2 separate regions of the Mus musculus genome follow, and region 1 is linked to region 2. Evidence: chromatin contacts called from public ChIA-PET data. All regions are on one chromosome and are shown on one strand. Each heading gives the region's core, a stretch centred on a gene start, on an enhancer-like site or on the middle of the called end of the contact. The rest is flanking DNA. Distances are from core to core; before and after follow the strand shown. Region 1 overlaps Filip1 (filamin A interacting protein 1). Region 2 has its middle 17 kb from the start of 4930429F24Rik.

Region 1 (3,741 bases), core at 665-3,164, 140 kb before region 2:
CTTTATTTCCTCTAGTTAAGAGTGTCTTTTCTGGGTTGAATGTGTTACAGTGGCTCAGGTTACTATAGGGTTCCCAAAAACACAGCTTCAGGGGAATCACGTGGGTTGACACTGGAAACTTACGTACATTGCCAATTTTTAGCTGTTTTAATTGAGCAACCCCAAATTATGTATTTATGTGAGAAAAAGATGTTGTGCCATGTTTTCCCTTGGGAAGGACCAGGTGCTTCTCATTTTCTTTAGTCTCACCCCAGCCACTGTATGCAGCTAATACACTTATGACAGAACAGGATATTTCACTGACTTCAATGACATTTTATTAAAATTTTTAGTGTGCCAAATGATGTGCACACGTGTGTGATCCCACATATCAGAGAAGATATACGATGTTCTCCCTCCCCCTCCACTCACCCCTACAGTTCCCTTTCGATTTTTATCTCACACACACACACACACACACACACACACTTAAGTGTATATTTGACATAAGAGAAAAACATAATATTTATTTATTTATAAATATTTAAAAAACATTTAATGTGACCATCTCTGGGACTACCCATTTTCTTGCAAATAATATATAATTCCGCAGTTCTTTCGAGGTGGATGAGACTCCTTTCTGTGCACATTCACTTGTTGGCGAGCATGTAGAGGATTCCGTACCTTGGCTACAGTGAGTAGTGCTTCAGTAAACACAGAAATGCAAGCATCTTCTTGGTAGGCTGATTTGGAATAGATGCTCAGGAGTGATGTGCACAGCTCATTATAGTAATTCCATTTTTAGTTTTTAAAGAACTCCAGAAACCTTTACGGTGCTGCTCCAGTTTATTGTCCATCAGCAGTGAATAAGAGCTCCTCTTTCCTTGTATTTTTGACAGCATTTGTCATATTTTTCCCCCAATGATAGCCATTCTGACTGGGGTGATATAGAATCGCAAATCAGTTTTCATTTTGTATCTCCTCTCTGGCTGAGGATGCTGAACAGTTTTGAATATCTATATTGCCCATCTGCAATTCTTAATAACTATTTGTTAATTCATTATTATCATTTTATGTGTTGCCTGCATGTGTGTCTATGTACCACATGTATGCCTTGTGTTTGTGTTTTGAGAAGATAGTGTAAGATCCCCTAGAACTGCACTTACAGATGATTAAAAGCCATCACGGGGGTTCTAGGAATTGAGCTCGGGTCTTGTGGAAGAGCAGCCAGTGCTCTTAATCACTGTGCCATCTGTCCAGTCCATAAGGATGGCTTTCCTCTCTCTCTCTCTCTCTCTCTCTCTCTCTCTCTCTCTGTGTGTGTGTGTATGTGTCTGTCTGTCTCTTTCTCTCTCTGTTTAACTTTGGGAGTTCTTTGTAGACTCTAGAGTCTATATACTAATTCTGTCCAGTATATAGTTGGTAACATTTTACCTTCTGTAGGCTACCTCATCTTTCCCTTGAAGATAGTCTCAGGGATTTCATCACCCACCTTTTTGTGTACTGGATATTAAATGCCAAGAAGTTATCTATAAAAGACCACAGTACATTCCTTTCTTCACGTGACTGTAGTTGAGATAACATGGGAGACAGTGGTGAGCATGGGAGGTGCACTCCGGCAGCAGTGCCCTGGGAGGAGGTGTTGAGAAGGCATGCCCCACCCCTGGCCTTAAAGCTCTTGGGTCACAGGCATATCTCTTTCTCATCAATACAATTTGTCTACTCTGGGCCAAGAGATAAATATTTCAACTTCACATTTTTTTCCACATTCAGTCTTCTAGTTTTTTTTTTTGTTTTTTGTTGTTGTTGCTGCTGTTGTTCTGGTTTTCTATTGTGGTTTTTGTTTTGAGACAGGGTCTGACTCTGAAGCACTGGCTGGCTTAGAGCTCACTAGGTAGACTAGGTCAGCTCCAAAAAGCTCAGAAATTCACCTGCCTCTGCTTTCCAACTGCTGGATTTAAAGGGATGTGCTGTCATGCCTGGTTTCATTTTTGTTTTTATTCCAATATAACTGTCAAGTTCTCAAGTACAAATGACATCATTGACAACAAAACCAAAATAAGCATCTGAGAATGTGGCCCCTCCCTCTCACTCGTCACCCTGATCTTCCCTCCACCGCTGTTCTTGAGTGACTGTTGTTACAGTGGGCAAGGCAGAGGAGGGAGTGCAAGAAAGGTGACTTCTCTGTCTGAGTAAGGCTGAAGCAGTGGTGTGGAATTACCCTTCTGTGTATAGTCTCTGAGTAATAGCACACACTGGGTAAGAGGCTTGGTTTGAATTTGAAAGAAAATGGTATTAGAGTTTAGAGTCAGGGAGAAAGGAGATTTCCTTTAGCAATAGCGGTGCAAAGCTTATTCTTCACGGCTCCTTCCCACCTTCTCTGTACATGCACATACACACTGATGCACTTCTATGTGACTCAGATGAAAATATTTTGTAAGATCTTCCTCTTATTCTTCTCCTTTTCTCCCTCTCTTCCCTTCTCTTCCTCTCCCTCCTCCTCCTTCTCCTCCTCCTCCTCCTATGATAGAAAGACTCACTATGTAACTCTTGGTTGGCCTGAAACTATGTAGAACAGACTGGCCTCAAACTCACAGTGACCCTCCTACATTGGCTTCCCAGGTGCTGGGATTATAGGCCAGTGCTTCTACACCTGGTCAACTTACTCTTTTTTTTAATCCCTGACCTTCAGGATGTATAGTAATCTGCCAAGAAGGGCAAGCTAGCCTGGAGCCGAAAATGGCGCCGCCTCAGAAGCTAAAGATGGCCTAGTCGGCCATCACTGCAAAGAGAGGCCCATTGGACTTGCAAACTTTATATGCCCCAGTACAGGGGAACGCCAGGGCCAAAGAGGGGGAGTGGGTGGGTAGGGGATTGGGGGGGTGGGTATGGGGGACCTTTGGGATAGCATCGAAAATGTAAACGAGGAAAATACCTAATTAAAAAAAAAAAGAATACAAAAGACTAATTTAATAAAATTAAAATTAAATTTGATAAAATTAAATTTAAATTATTTTTAACATTACCTGCATTATGAGAATTTTAAATCAAATATGGTTATAGAGAATATTGATCATCCTCTTTGTACCTCTACACCTATACAATGTATTTTGTAAAGTCATTGCTCATCGAAATTATTTGGTAATTTTCAGATTTCATGATTTCAAATAAGGAATATTTACTTTTATTTGTCAGGTTCAAACTATAGTAGGAATACTTAATTAGGTCACAGCTGAATAATTATTTAATTTCCTGTATTAAGATTAATTCTATAATATATTAGGAAAATTGGGAGGAGTACAATCAATATCTATATGGAAAAAGAAAATCTCTTTAAGATTATTAAAAGAATTTTTATGTTAAAAAAAAAAGAAGGGCAAGCTAGTTGTGTGCCATTTATTGTCTTGATTGGGCCAGTGTCCCGTCTGTTAGGTTGGTGACTCACATAGCTGTGCTCTTTTTCTAGTATTCTTTGCCCCATGTGCACAAATCCTGAAACTAAAATGTTCAAATTTGTGCTACATGGGGACTCAGGAGCTCACGTCACTCCGCAGCTGTCATGTAGACCTGACTGGTGGTATTTAAACTATTATGTCTCGGTGTGGTGCAGCCAAAGCTGGCCCCTAAAGGTGTCAATATGCAGAAAGGGCAGATGCCTGTAGACTTCACCTTTGGTAGAAGTGGGGATGGGGTGGGGGAGGAGGGAGAGAAGGTAAGAGGGGAACAGATGCCTGTAGATTTCACCTTTGTTGCAGGCAAGGA
Region 2 (3,637 bases), core at 509-3,008:
GTGTAATGCCCTAGTGTGCTATGAAGCAATAAAAAAGAGGAAGAGGTGTGTGTCAGAGGCTGAAGATCAGAGAGAGAAAGAGGCAGACAGAGACAGAGACAGAGACAGAGACAGAGACAGACACAGACACAGACACAGACACAGACACAGACACAGACACAGACACAGACACAGACACAGACACAGACACAGACACAGACACAGACACAAAGGGGGGAGAGGAGGAAGAGGAGGAAGAGGATTTTATAGTTTTTAATTGTGTGCACGTGTGTGGGTAAGAGCACTTGAAAGCAGGTGCCCTTCATGGGCCAGAGACGTTGGATCTCTCCAAGATGGAGCTAAAAGCACTTATGAGCTGCCAGCTTAAGTGCTGTGTATTAATTGACCTTCAGCCCTCTGCTAAGCCATCTTTCCAGCCTCAAATTTTTCTTTTTAAAAAAGTCAATTCATGCACATTGTCTTTGTTGTTTAAGTACCAAGTCCATGGTAGAAGGCTATAAAATAGTCATTCTTTACTTGTTCCTTTTGACCCTAAGTTTTCCTTGGGGACAGTTTTCTCCAACTCTTACCCACTTCATCAAACATTTTTCTCCATATTTGTAAAGAATGGCTTTGTATTCGAGCCTCTTATTTCTAGATTTTTAGGTGTATTGTCTTTCTATTATGGTCTTGGTGGTGCCCATTTAGGTTTCTAGCCTTCCCCTTTTAACCTCTCAATATGGCCATACCACATCATCTTTTGGATATAGGAGATAGAAGTTTAAGTGTTTATACAATGTGTACAGTGAAAATTTGAGTATGGTTCCCTGCCGAGTCCAGTTGTACACTAGCAGCCCGTTCTCTTCCCCTCGACACTTCTTCCAGGGAATAATTGCTTTAATCTTTCATCTGTTTGGTTTTTTTATGTATCTATTTTAGTTTTCCCAAACACTCCGTTTGATCTGCCAAACACCGATCAGTGATTTTTCTGACACTTAAACACAGCAGTTTTCTATTTCCTCCCAGAGGCCCTCCTGGTGCGGCCCCTGCTTCCCTCAAGCTGGACGGGTTGTCCTCCAAGCTGGACGGGTTGTCCTCCAAGACTTCTGCCCAGCTGGTGTCCTTTTGCCTGAATGGAATCCAGCCTCACCTCTCCTCAGATTCCTTCCCCTCCCATTCCCCTCCCCTCCCCTCCCCTCCCATCTCCTCTCCCCTCCCATCTCCTCTCCCCTACCTCCACAAGAAGAGGTCAGAGGACAGCTTTCAGGAGTTGATGCTCTTTCCACCACAGGCTCCAGGGACCTAACTCTAACCTGCAGACTTATGCTTCAACTGTTTTTACTTGTTTTTCTCTCCCAGGACCTGGGCCCTCCCTCCCCCGCTTTTTTTTTTTTTTTTTTTTTTTTTATTCCTTATCTTTCATGTCTCTGTACCAATAAACCCATGTCCTGTGTTTTAAAATTCACTTTCCCATCGATTCTATAGAAAGAGGCCTTGTACCTTCCCTGAAGCAGGTTCTAAAACTAGGGAGACAAGACGTATCTCACTGTTCCCATGTGCCAACTTTCCTGTGCTGCCCATTGCTGTGCCCACAGCCAGGATGTCCTAGATCAGTGCCCCCCACCCTGGAATTTCTTGTCTCTCTAATATAACTAAAAATCTTTATTTTGTGTATAGGTGTTTTGTTTGCATGTGTGACTGTGCACTATAATACCTGGTGCCAATGGAGGCCAAAGAGGAACTAAGCTGTAGCTAAGTTATACACGGTTATGAGTCACCATATGGTTGCTCAGGAAATGAACCATAGTCCTCTGGAGGAGCAGCCAGTGCTGCAGAGCCATATCCAGCCCCCCACATTGTTTGTGGTTGTTGTGGTTGTTGCTGCTGCTGCTGTTAGAGACAAGTTATCTCATTGGACTGGTGCTCACTGATGGTGCTAGAGTGAGCACCTGAGATCTAGTCACCTTCCTTGCCTCTCTAGTGCCGGGACTAGAAGCACATCATCATCACATCCGACATTGGATATGCACTCCAGGGATCAAGCTCAGATCCTCATGTTCGCCCAGGCAGTGCTGCACGGACTGGGCTGTCTTCCCAGCCCCCAGTTCTAAAACGTATTTTAGGGTTGTATGTACATGTACCACATGCATGCAGGAGCACACGGAGATCACAAGAACATATCAGACTCCTTAGAAGGCTTCTTAGCCTTCCTAATGCTGTAACCCTTTCATATGGTTCCTCGTGTAGTAGTGCCCCCCCAACCACATATTATTTTCATTGCTACTTCACAACTGTAATTTTGCTACTGTTGTGAATCATAATGTAATTATCTGTTATACAGCCCCTGTGACAGTGTTCTTCGATCTTCCCTCGCCGCTCACCCCCCCCACCCCCCCCCCCCGCCAAAGGAGTTTTGACCCATTGCTTGAGAACTGCTACCCTAGAAGAGGAGTAATGTGAAGTTAAGAGCTGCAGTGTGAATGCTGGGAATTGCACCCAGGTATTCTACAAGAGCAGCAAGCCCCCTTAACTGCTGAACCATCTCTCCAGAGCCTCCACCCAAACACTCCTAAATCTAAAGGCAGATTTAAGCTTTTAGCCTATGTGCCTGAAATAATAAAAACTGGGCATCATGGGCTTAAAATTTACATGTTTCCCATCATTCATCTTTTGTTTATAGAGGATGTTATATCTGAGAGAAGCAGTTCAAATTTGCTTGTTCTGGGATTGGCTCGCCTGAGAAATAAATTATTAGGCATAATTATTGGCGACTCCTAGAACCTGGAGAGATGGTGAGCTGACGGCAGAGGAGGAAGGAATCAGATAAAGGGTCCGATGGTTATGAAATCCCAAGAGAGATTATATCATCTGGTTCAAAAGTTTTCTGGAACAAATGACAGAACTGATTATCGGAAGTACTTTTAATTAGCTGAGCTGAATCCAAAAGAAGGCGTACAAGTCCAAGCCAACAGAGGAAGTTTATTGAACTTCCTATTTAAAACAGATGTTCTGTCAGGGGCTCTGAATGTGATAATAGGATTGTATCCCAGTGTAGTTCATGGAACTCAGAAATGCCAAAAAGACAAACAATAGCTAGGTGTTCTCCCTTCTAAACGACACACAGGATATTTGTAGGGCATTTCTGCAGTTACCTGGAGGGTAGCAAGTTCAAAGCTGACATTTAGAAGCTTGGGAAGGTGAAGAACTAAGCTGGAATGGGTCCTTCATAGAGTCCCTGGTAGGGGAAGTCATTGAACATGGGGACAGGCTGGGGATAGGGGCAGGAGTCACAAAAACATGCACTCTAAGTTGATGTAAAATTTTCTATGAACAAAGCCGTCCTCCTCACTAGGTGTAAAACCCCGCTACAAGGTGAGGTGCTACCGTGATTTGCCTTCAGTATGTGAACCTAGCAGGCAGCCATTACACTGCTTTGATGGGACTGACTAGAGGGGGCCCTTTAAAGTGTTCCTCGCAGAGATTTTGGCAGAGTAAACACACACCCTGCCCGGGAGGGAGATCATGCCTTTTGAGGGAGTATATCTTTCTCACTTTGTAGCCAAAGCCTCTCCCGGGAGGAAGCAGAATCCCAACATGCTGTTAAGTTGTCCCATTCCAGCGTTCAAGGGGATGCGCCCCTGAATTTCTCCCCAAACCC

What was found. ChIA-PET counts read pairs in DNA pulled down with a chosen protein or histone mark.
Region 1: an SMC1A ChIA-PET map of the G1E-ER4 cell line shows a contact between it and region 2, with 5 read pairs. The contact joins two enhancer-like sites. A contact is called at or near these places in 1 of 15 datasets of contacts at CTCF or cohesin (the G1E-ER4 cell line), 4 of 484 Hi-C or Micro-C datasets (the G1E-ER4 cell line, female germline stem cells, granulocyte-monocyte progenitors and 1 more) and 3 of 115 datasets of contacts at active chromatin or transcription factors (CD8 T cells, acute myeloid leukemia and effector CD8 T cells).

What each region holds. Positions count from the first base shown.
Region 1 is chr9:79,946,009-79,949,749 of GRCm38.p6, reverse strand. The region is part of intron 1 of Filip1 (filamin A interacting protein 1); the gene reads left to right. Among named protein-coding and RNA genes, the nearest start is that of Gm35261, 20 kb to the right of the region's middle. Within about 2 kb of position 1,914, at least 19 of the 459 cell types and tissues checked have an H3K27ac peak or open chromatin away from gene starts, as enhancers often do. A contact at or near this core is called in the G1E-ER4 cell line, where this site is marked.
Region 2 is chr9:79,808,907-79,812,543 of GRCm38.p6, reverse strand. It overlaps a transcript of Filip1 not described here. Among named protein-coding and RNA genes, the nearest start is that of 4930429F24Rik, 17 kb to the right of the region's middle. Within about 2 kb of position 1,758, at least 74 of the 459 cell types and tissues checked have an H3K27ac peak or open chromatin away from gene starts, as enhancers often do. A contact at or near this core is called in the G1E-ER4 cell line, where this site is marked.